2 separate regions of the Ovis aries genome follow, and region 1 is linked to region 2. The links are chromatin contacts, called in public Hi-C maps. All regions are on one chromosome and are shown on one strand. The core of a region is the stretch at or near the end of the contact, and the rest is flanking DNA. Distances in the headings are between cores, read along the strand shown. Region 1 holds the start of CDK5RAP3 (CDK5 regulatory subunit associated protein 3). Region 2 has its middle 17 kb from the start of MIR152.

Region 1 (5,674 bases), core at 2,248-4,747, 36 kb after region 2:
CCAGCTCCTCCCCTTCCTGGCTGTGGAACCGAGGACAGTCATTTAACCTCTCCAATCCAGTCCTCAACTATAAAACAGAGGTAGTAATATTTATCATGAGAATTAAGAGAATTCATATAAAACTCAAGTATAATTCCTTGCATTTAGTAAGTATTAATATTTGGTCAATATTAGCTATTATAATTATTTACACTGTTAGCAAATACAACCCAAACTACAGTCAGCCTTTTAGTTATTCTCTCAGGCACTTGATACAGGCCCCAGGTCAGCCTGTGCCTCTTCTGCCCAGTGGAGCAGAGGGTTGCCGGGGGAGCTAGTCATCAAGAGGTGACCGGCAGAAGACCCATAAGCACCCATCCAAATGCCCACAACCTGCCTGGTAGTCATCCTCCTCCCAACACTCATTGAAATTTATTTTCCCACCTCACAAATATCTACACACCAGCCTCTCTCCCCACATGAACTGTACCTCCTAGAAGCCCAGTGTCTCAAAATTCGAGGAGGGAGCCTCCCCGTGGACACTGGGACTCCCAGGTTGGGCCCCTTACCTAGGTAGGTATTGTCCTTCTCATACAGGGCTACGATCTCCTGCCAATCCTAAGAAAAGAAACAGGAAGTGAGCCAGGAGGGCAGCCACATCCCAGCTCAATCGCCCAACAGGGGACACTCTCCCAGTCTCTGCATCCTCATCCTCCTTCATAATGCTGGCTGGACCACCCACTTTAAGAGTATGGTGCCAACAAGCGATTCCTAAAGCAAATGGAAACCCAGGCGTAGGGGCACAAGGAGTTGGACACAACTGAGCGACTGATACTTCCACTTTCAGGATCTACTTTTGGCATAAACTATGGGGACAGAGAGAAAGCTGAGAAAATATTCCACGGGGGCATCTCCAATGGAACCTCAGCGAGACCAGACAGCCTCTGACCCCCTGGACTGGATGCCTCCAGCTGCGCGTTACCACCGTCACCCATACTTGCCTTCATTCGCTGTGAAGAGTACCGGCCGAAAATATTTTTTGTGGAGGCTTCAGTGCCTTTGAGAAGCTCCACAATTCTTAGGCAGTGGAAGTAGTGAATGTCTGGAAAGCAAAGAAAAACAAAGACTTTGGAAATAATAGTCTCTAACCCACCACTGCAGCCTCCGCATATGGCTGACTCATGTATATGCCAGTAACTTTAGAGGGCACAGCTCTCCCCTTCATCATTTTGTGTTGAAATAAACCAGCCTCTATACCCCAAATAAAAGCCTCTCTTTCTTTAGAGGTCAGTCCTATGACTAAAGAAAGAGGAACAGCTCAGCAGATTTATACCACCCCAAGAAAGACGGGGGTCCAGTAATGCAGCCCCGAAGCACTCACAGGATCCAGAGAGCAGCTGGGCGATCTCTTGGCTCTCTGGCATGTCCTGGATGGCGGCATTGATCTTCTCTCGGATGGTCAATACTAGACTCTGCCATTTCAGGTTGCAGTGCCTTCTATCTACCAGCCAGTCTATAGCAGAAACCCAAATCATAGCATTCCCATGGCCAAAACTGCATCACTGATTCAAGTGAAATATGCTAAGGCATTGGCTAAAAGTTGTACTCATATTGGTTAAGGTGTGGGGGTCACGGGAAGATGGGAATGAAGACAGGCTCAAAGGGATGCTTGGGGCTAAACAGATTCCAGCAACCTAACTTTATCCACAATGTGACTTTATAAAGTAACTGCCTCAACACAGGATAAAGGAAAGCTTTCAATTGGTCCTGACATCAAAGTGACACTTTGGACCACTCTAAATTCTCCATGATATTTTTGCTTCCATGGATAATTATATCTTTCTTACTGCCATTCAATTTCTACTTTCTCAGGGCTGGGATTAACCATGACAATGAAAAACACAAGTCGGTTACACCAAATACCAGATGAATGAACAACTGCAAAGCCCCTAAGGACTAAATAACACTGGTCTACTCTTATCAGCGAAGCACCATCCTGCACACATGGATACCAGTGTGACTGATCTCCTGGATTCTGGGCCAGATCTGTTTTCAGTTGAGGGTATAGGTGGATGAGAGCTATGTACATTTCCTCATAGGAGAGAGCTAAGACCTAGACTTTGTGGTCAGCTGGTCCTGGTTCTAATTACCAACTTTCTTGGGCAAGTCTCTCAACCTCTCTGTGCCTCAGTTTCTCTACATGTAAAATGGGCATGATAAATATACTGAGTACAAACGGTAGAACACTGAACATCATGCCTGGCGCATGGCAAGGGCTCAATGAATTGTAGTGGTCTTCATTTTCATAATGTTAAGCCCATAAAACAGCACTTGGTATAGAATAAACCCTCAATAAATGGTTGGGTTTTTACCAGTCCTTTTCAGGACCAATAACAAGCATATACATCAAGAGTGTACAGGTCCTGAAGAGCTGGGACAAATCCAAAATGAAGTTAAAGACGCTCCACTAAGTGGCCACCTTGCCCTTGTTAAGAAATCTGCTAACTGGTCAAATGCTGGGAGCCCACACTAGTTATCAGTTATATCCCCATTGCTGCACTCCACTAAAATCTCCAAAAACAAAAATTATGTAGATGTCACAGAAGTGGAAGCAAAGGGACGACACAGTCAAACAGATGTCATCTTAATGACACAACTGGCATCAAAACAATTAATTCAAAGACCATTTAAAAATCCAGGAGCTGTGCACTGCCCTAGAGGGGTCAGAGTGAAGAGGCCCTTCCCTGGCTCTGAACTAGAGAGGTGGTATATAGACGCGATACAGACAGCAGGGAGATGGTCTGGCCATTAAAAGGTTTTCTTTTCAACTGGACCTACGTGCCTTTTCCTCCTAAAGTCAAAGGAAAAAATAAAAAGGAAGAAAGTTTTTTTTTCCAGCGTAATACAATACTGGAACCTGACAGACTTAGGTTCTAACTTCAGATCTGCCATTCGGCAGCTGATCATCTTTAAGGCAAGCCTTCAACTCTCCTCTGTCCCTAAAATACATGACTGACAACATGTTATATACGTTTAAATAGAAAACACAGGTCAAGTATAGACTCTATGCATGGTTCCTTCCCGCTCCTTTTACTGAGGCAGGTCCAGCCACAGATGGGAGCACAGAACAGAGCGAGTGGTCGGCGGGTCCGCTGTTGGTGACAGAGGGCCAGGGGGCCAGGTCTCCCCTTGACAGCTAGGTGAGCGGGGGCGCCCCTCCTACCGAGTAGCTTGCTGGTCTGGATGTCGATGGGCACGTGCTGATGGTCCTGGCGGGAAACACGGCGGGGAAAGGTGCGTGAGTGCTGCGAGCTGACAAGCCGCTCGCGCGCTCACTTCATCGCCCCAACCGCCACCCTGTGGGGCCAGCACAACGGGCCGGGGAGGGCGCCCCCGGAGAGAGCCTGAGGAAGCATGTCAGGAAAGGACCGGCTGAACTCAGCCCAGGGGCCCCAGGGCAGCCCCCCATTTCCCCAGCTGCTGTTCCCCCACCTGCATCTTTCCTCCACTTCCGTTTCCGGCCTCCGACCGGGACACGCCCCGCCTACCACTAATCCAGGGCTGTTCTGGCTGAGCCTCGGGTTAGGCACAGATGGGTCTTCTCGGGCCACGTCACCGCCTTCCTCAGAGCCAATCGGGAAGCGCGCTCCATCCCAGGCCTCAAGCCCCACCCACGCCGGGGTTCCGAGTGGCTGAGCCCGGGAAGGGCGGGAGAAGAGGAGCCAGCCAATGGGAGACGCGAGGCGGGCTCAAGACCTGGCAGGAGCTGGGGCGCCCGGAAAGGGCTGCAGAGGCTGCAGAATCCCAGCAGGCGGCGCCCTGGAGCTGATCCCAGTCGCTCCCGGCCAGACAGGCGCGGAGCCCTCTGCGTAAAGATTAACGAGTCGGCCGACAGGGTCCTAGCGCCTACTGAGGAACCTAGAGGTCCTTGATGTTGTTTATTTATTTATTTTTTTAATGATGTCATTTTTTAATTTTGAACATAAGTGGGAAAAAATTTTGAATACAAGAGTAGAAATGCAATTCCAGAGGAAAACATTCCAGTGCATTGTGGTTCTTTGTGGGGTAGAAGATGGTGATAATGCTGCCCATAACTTGATGTTGTTTAGATACGCTCAGTCGTATCCGACTCTTTGCGACCCCGTGAATAGGAGCACTCCAGGCTTCCCTGTCGTAAACCATCCCCTGGAGTTTGCTCAGACTCATATCCATTGAGTCGGTGATGCCATCCAACCATCTCATCCTCTGTCGCCCCCTTCTCCTCCTGCCCCCAATATTTCCCAGCATCAAGGTCTTTTCCAATGAGTCAACTCTTCGCATCAGGTGGCCAAAGTATTGGAGCTTCAGCTTCAGCATCAGTCCTTCCAGTGAATAGTCAGGGTTGACTTCCTTTAGGATTGACTGGTTTGATCTCCTTGCAGTCCAAGAGACTCTCAAGAAGAGTCTTTTTAGAAACGCCCTACTTGCCTCGCTTTACCGTGGATCATGGTTTAAAAGTCTTTTTTGGCACATTACCTTCTCACTGAATTTATGTAATAGACAAGTGTTGAACACCTGCTACGTGTTATGTGATTAGGGCAGGGATGGGGAGGGAGGAGGGTCAAAGGAGGCATCCCAAAGATAACACCTAAATTGAGTGTTAAAAGAAGAGCTGCAGAAAGAGGGAGATGTGGGAGTGGTGTTCCCGGTTGGAGTAGACTGTACAAAGCTTTGCAGGCTTTGCAACGAGGTGCAGGGAAAAACAGGCGGGAAAGACTAGCAAGATAACTACGGGAGTCCCGTGTATAATTAAAATGCCCTTGTTAAAATATATGAACTGGACTTCCTTGATGGTGCAGTAGATAGGAATCCACTTGACACTGCAGGGGACCTGGATTTGATCCCTGGTCTGGGAAGATGCCACATGCCTCGGAGCAACTAACCTGTGGGTCACAATTACTGGGCCCGTGCTCTAGAGCCCAGGAGCCACAACTACTGAGCCTGTGAGCCTAGAGCCTGAGCTTCGCAACAAGAGAAGCTACCACATTGAGAAGCCCCTGCACCACAACTGGAGAGAGTAGCCACCACTCTTTGAAGCTAGAGAAAGCCTGTGGGCAGCAACAAAGACCCAGTGCAACCAAATAAATAAATATATATATAAACTGCATAGGTCTCACACTTATGAAGCTGGCCCTTCAGACAGGCCAGCTTCTGTGCTGTGAAATGTTTGAGGCAGAGGGTGGCTGGAGAAGGGACTGTAAAGGCAGAAGGGTAGTATCATATCATATCATCTCAGGAAGGAACTTGGACTTCACCCCTGCAGGGAGAGAGGAACCACTGGAGGGTTTCAAGGCTTTGAGGCTTGAGGCAAAGAGGGACCTGTACAAACTGACTGCAGAGACTGATGGATTCGTGGGAGGTAAGGCTGAAGGCAAGGAGACTGTTAAAAGGTTATTATGCAAGAGTTAGAGCTTGACCTGACACAGAGGCATGAGGAGGAAGAGAAGGACTGGATTTCAAAGATGGTTTGGAGGAAAATGGACAGGACTTGGCAGTTGGTTGGCTGTGTGGGTGGGGAGTGGGTCAACAGGGTGACGCATAGGTGGTTGAGTGGGAGTGCCCCACCTAATTCAGGGATGCAGGATACTGAGCATCCTGCAGGGGGTGAGGAGGAGGGCATCTCAGCTTTGAACTTGTGGGGCTGGTGGCCCAGGGA
Region 2 (5,743 bases), core at 2,661-5,160:
AATGGCGTATAATCTTTCAAAGTTGTGAATCACTATATTGTACACCTGAAACTTCTGTAACATTACACATCAACTATACCTCAATAAAAAAATTTTAAAGTAATAAATCCACTTTATAGCTTATGTATTTGGTGCCCCCTTATCACCCTCACCTACATCCACTCTAAAAACAGACATACATCAAATGAGAGAAAAAGAAATGGCATGAGAGATGTGACTCCTTTTGACCAGGCCCACAATTTCTCTTTATCCCAACATCTGACTTTTTAATTAAACTTTTTATTTTGTATTGGAGCATAGTCGATTATTAACCATGATGTGACGGTTTCAGATGAGCAGCAAAGGGACTCAGCCATACATATACATGTATCCATTCTTACCCAAACTCCCTCCCATACAGGCTTCCACAGAACATTGAGCGGAGTTCCCTGTACTACACAGTAGGTCCTTGATGGTTATTCATTTTAAATGTAGCAGTGTCAGTCTGTACCTGTCCATCCCAAACTCCCTAACTATCCCTTCCCCTCATCATTCTCTCTGGCAACCTTTTAAGTTCATCCTCTAAGTCTGTGAGACTGTTTCTGTTTTGTAAATAAGTTCGTTTGCATCAAGTCTTTCTAGATTCCACATATAACATTATGTCATATGATGCTTCTGCTTCTTTGTCCAGACACCTGATTTTTAAGGCATTGAAAATACACATCTTATTCTCCTGGCTGCAGTGAGCCCTCAATCAGGGAAACTGAGGATAGAAGAAAACTTTGAAAGTCATGAAGGCAATGTCCCTGCCTCCAGGCAACAGCTTCTTAGTGATTGACAGGGATTCCTGGGGTGGGTATGTTGGGGACATATGGGGACATATTTGGAGACATGGGTTCACTGACAGAATGATTGAAAGAGACCGGCCTCAGCTGCTCTGAGTCTGGATGGATTAGGGATCATCCCTATCCCTCCAGCTTCCCTGGTGGCTCAGCTGGTAAAGAATCTGCCTGCAATGCAGGAGACCCAGTTCGATCCCTGAGTTGGGAAGATCCCCTGGAGAAAAGAATGGCAACCCATTCCAGTATTCTTGCCTGAAAAACTCCATGGACAGAGAAGCCTGGTAGGCTACAATTCATGGGTCGCAGAATCACACACCTAACCCACTACCCCTCCAGAGGATCCAGCCCTATGTTCAGAAGGTTAGAGGGCTCCTGGTACAGTATCTCCTGAGAAATGGCTCAGAAAGGGCAGAAATCAGAACTTGGTTATGGGGAAGCGGGTGAGATTTTTTAAAACGTTGAAAACCAAAAAAATAGCTGTGTGTTCTCTGAATGACTGCAAGTAAAATGAACTCTCACAGATCTGTCCAGAAGATGGCGCCGTAAGACCAGCTCCACATCCTTCCTTCCTGGCCGCCGGGGATCAAGATGAGGCCTTTGGAAAGGCCGGCAGGAACCAGATCTAGCTGAGCTCTGCAGTCCATTCCTAGAGATGCCCTCCACCACAGAGCAGAACGTGGCCCCTGTCGGTGGGGTGGGCGGACCTTGAAGGGATGAGAGGGTGAGAGACCCTAGGAACTAGGGGCAGTTATGCTGAGAAAACAGGGCCCCTGATGAATACAGTGTCCGCAAAACCAGACCTCTTGTCCAACACCCCAGATTTGACTCCATTCAGCTGGAAGTTGGGGGTGGGGGCTGAAGGGCTCAGACAATGAAGAAAGCCTAAACTTTGAGATAGGGAAAGGAAGTTGGGTGATTTTGGGAGAAGAACAGCTGAGGAAAGTGAAACTCAAAAGATGATTTAGTCAATGTCACAGAGCTAAGAAGTGACAGAGCTGGGTCAGCAGTAAGGGTTCCCTGAAACCCTGCTTACCTCTCCGTATCCTTGTGCTCTCTGCAGAGCCCCCAAATCTAACATTTATACACAGAATTCCCACAACAAGGAGTGCCTTCCTGGGCAATTAAAACAAAATAAAAAAAACAGGGCTTCTGGATTCAAAACCCCAATACAGGTTTTCTTTGCACATTTTCAACCAGATTTATTGAGATATAATTTACACACACTGAAATTCACAAATTTTAAGTCTACATTTCAGTGAGTATTGACACCTGTCCGTAGGTAGGTTGTACAGTTTCTAAGTACAATAACTCCAACTCCAGGGAATCCCCGATAGTGGTGGTTTTAGTTCTACTTCTTAAATTTTTTGGCTGTGCCGTGGGGCATGTAGGATTTTAGTTCCCTTACTAGCGATCGGAGAAGGCAATGGCACCCCACCGCAGTACTCTTGCCTGGAAAATCCCATGGACGGAGGAGCCTGGTAGGCTGCAGTCCATGGCGTTGCTACAAGTCAGATACGACTTCACTTTCACTTTTCACTTTCATGCATTGGAGAAGGAAATGGCAACCCACTCCAGCGTTCTTGCCTGGAGAATCCCGGGACAGGGGAGCCTGGTGGGCTGCCATCTATGGGGTCGCACAGAGTCGGACACGACTGAAGTGACTTAGCAGCAACCAGCAATTGAACCCACGCACCCTGCATTGGCAATTTGGAGTCCTAATCACTGGACCACCAGAGAAATCCCCAATAGTGTTTTTTTTTAAATAATGAAATTAATAAATGAGTGTCATCAACTTTGTTTCCTTTCAAAGAAAGGAAGGAGAGTTTATATACAAAATACAAAATAGCTCCTTGTACAGGTTTCTTTAAATAGGACTCAGGTAAATAGCTCACACTTGTCAGGTTCTGTAAAAGAATTCTGTTTTCTTCACATATGTAATTTATTTTGCGATCCCAACCTCTGTGAGGTAGGCAGGCGTGTCAGCCCTGCTTGACAGGCGGGGAAACTGAAGCCACTCGCGGGGTCCTGGGAGCAGAAGCAGAGAGGTCGGAAACCTGTGGGCTTCACTTTCAATAAAGTTCTCTCTTCTGTGAGAGCACTACCCTGGACCTGCCCTGTCTTCCTGTTTGCTCCCCAGTGAACCCAGAAAGTTTAGTGGAGCCAGCAAGTTGGGGCATTGTGACCGACAAAATGGCCGGGGATGGGGCTACTGGGTATGTGGGTGGGGGAAGGAGATGGAGAACAGACACACCTCCCCAGATTCCAGAAGCTTTGGGGGCACGATTGAAGTGAATCAGAGAAGGTAAGAGCCCTGGAAAGACCTGAAGAACAGAGCCATCAGCCCCTCCCCTCCCCTCTGTGAGGATTAGGATGTAGGGCATCTTGTATGTCACAAGGATGAAACACAAGTGTTTAGGAAGGCTGTAGAAGCATGCCAGGATGCTGGTCCAGGCACATAATGAATTTCTAGGACCCGAGACTAATACTACTTCATCCTGAAAAAATGAAAGGAAAAAAGTGTGGGTCTCTAGCTTTGAACACCTTTTATCCTCAGGCTGCATTTGGAGCATCCTTTAAGTTCTAGCTGAATAAGGTGAGAGAAGCCTAGGTGTAGCTGGTGAGAAAGAGACAGAGGGCCTAGGAAGGCAAGAAGGAAGTAGCAGGGGAGAGACAGGGGCCCGGGGCTGAGAGACAGCCCAAGACTTGGTAAGGCTCTTGTAGGCCCTGCCTCCTGTGTGCACAAGCACCCTCTCCAAGAAGGGGCCCTCCAGAGGAGGCTTAGCTTAAAGCTGAGACCCTGGGCAGCAGCAGGGAAGGGGGACTTGGGGTGTCCCAGCGCAGATCAGCTCAAGGGAGTCCCAGGCTCAGAGTCTACTGCGTACAAGTTGCTTAGAGCTCTGGGTGACCAGAGAGATAAGGAGTTTCCCTGATGACAATCTTTCTCTTCCTTCTCTTTCTGACTTTCTTTTTCCTTCCACTCCGTAAACCTACACAATCTCTTAGGCAGCTGGGATCAACATAAGCTAGGGACTGATCCGTGTACAAGGGAAGTCGGGGAGCCTGGAAACAGCAGAACCTGGGAGAGGAATCTGTGTACAGGGCAAATGAGGGGAGCCTGAAAACAGCTGAATCTAGGGAAATGGGACTGCCTAGTGAGAGAGCAAGGGGGTTCTGGAAACTGCCGAACCCAGGGAGGCCAATTTGTGTACCGGAGAAACATGGGGGAACCTGGAAACAGCAGGATCTGGAGAGATAGTTCGTGTACAGAGGGCAGAGAGAGAGAGAAGCCTGAAAACAGTTGAATCTGGGGAGGTAGATTTGTGTGCAGGGGGAGCAAGGGGAGACTGGAAACCGTACAATCTGGGGAGACAGCAGTGTAAAGTGGAAGCCAGGGCAGTCTGAGAACAGGGGCTCTGGAGGGGAGGGATCTGGGTGGGATTACGGGGGGGAGGGGGGGTGAGGGTGGGTGGAACCTGGGGGATCTGATGAGGCAGATGGGGACAGGGACACAGGCAAGCACAGGAGTGTCAAGAAGGTGGTCGTGTGGAGTGGGGGCCACGAGGAGACCCCTTTCCAAGTAGGTTTGAATTAGATGCCTTTGCAGCCCCTTCTAGACAGGGCAGGGCAAGGGAGCAGATCTCCAGTGGGCATTCAAGATTTCACATGGCAAGAAGAGATGGGTCTTTGTGGACAGTTGCTGCCCTGGTCCTAAATGAGCAAAGCCTGGAATTTCCTAGGGGAGCCAAGGCGGGTAGAGGGGGTGGGATGAGCCAGTTGAATAAGCTGCCTTGCCCCCCATCTTCCCCACCCTTCTCTGAGAGGGACAGGCCTCTTTCTCCCTGTCCACCAACCAGCCTGACCTCTTCCCCCCACTGGTTCGCTTCTGAGTGACAGACAGACAATGACAGAGCTGCAGACAATCGGCTGAGGGAGGGCCCACAAAAGCTCCCTGGCCACCCCCCGCCCCCCAGAGGGGCCCTGAGCTAGCAGGCCGGCGGGAACTGTCACTTCAGTGGAGCGCCTTCAGGTGACAGGCCTTCAGGAGACAGGGTGACATTGGGCTTAGAAAGGCCTGAGATTTTTGGGATTCTGCCTGTGCCTCTTGGAAACCAGTCTCCCAGGCAGTGGCCTCAGCAAGGGGAAAGGGAGGGGCCACAGCGGCCTCACAGCAGAAAGGGAAGCCGCATCCACTGTGTGAGCTGTGGGTCTCCGGCCAGTTATGCTCTCTGTCCGGGTCTCTGTTTCCTCACCTGTAAAATGAAGGATTGGCTCGATCTTTGAAGGCCCCATGACTTAAACGTGGATTTCTGGTAGACAGGAGGGAGAGCACAGAGAGAGCCCAAAGTAGCATTTCTCCTCATTCATTGGCGCTGCTCAGGACTTCACAGCAAACACACCGGGCGAGGGGTGTCGTGGGGGGAGACTGGCATTTTGGATGCTGTAGCAGTGTTGGAGCGAGCTTTCCCAGGCCTAGATGAGGACTTTAACACTTATCACTCCAAAGGGCCCCTTCCCTTAAAGCAAAATTATTTTTTGCTCTAAGCCCGTTGGATTTCCTGGCTGGTGAGCCAGCCTGGAAGGTGGCATCCTCACCCTGCCCCACATGTTTAGCCCTGCTTCCATGTAGGCCTCACCCCAGCCCCGATGTCCTCTTCTTCCTGTGGCTGCTGTTATTACCCTGTTTGTCCTTAAGCCAGGGATGTTTGGGATCTTGTCACAAGGCTCAAAGTCTCAGGGAGAGGACCCTCCTTGCCCAACAGAGAGCTCTCCAAATACCCCAAGGCCCTGAGGGCTCACAACTGCCCCTTACCCACTGCCAAGCCCGAAGAAGCTTCATGTGTACCACTCGCGCAAGGCTGCCTGCTGGGCATGTAGCTGAGGCACCCATAGACCTACCCACCACCAGTCTGGATGAGTGCAGA

Evidence for each region. Hi-C and Micro-C count contacts between places; a contact is called where the count stands out from the background.
Region 1: a contact with region 2 is called in a Hi-C map of liver, with 2.5 times the contacts expected there. The contact joins the promoter of CDK5RAP3 here to the enhancer-like site in region 2. A contact is called at or near these places in 9 of 16 Hi-C or Micro-C datasets (hypothalamus, liver, mixed tissues and 5 more).

Annotation. Positions count from the first base shown.
Region 1 is chr11:38,226,679-38,232,352 of ARS-UI_Ramb_v3.0, forward strand. It overlaps CDK5RAP3 (CDK5 regulatory subunit associated protein 3), which reads right to left and starts at 3,498. Exons shown (of 13, transcript XM_060394857.1): 1 at 3,472-3,498; 2 at 3,203-3,248; 3 at 1,361-1,492; 4 at 981-1,081; 5 at 549-597. The coding sequence starts at 3,477.
Region 2 is chr11:38,190,206-38,195,948 of ARS-UI_Ramb_v3.0, forward strand. No RefSeq gene overlaps it. Among named protein-coding and RNA genes, the nearest start is that of MIR152, 17 kb to the left of the region's middle. Within about 2 kb of position 3,911, at least 4 of the 54 cell types and tissues checked have an H3K27ac peak or open chromatin away from gene starts, as enhancers often do. A contact at or near this core is called in liver, where this site is marked.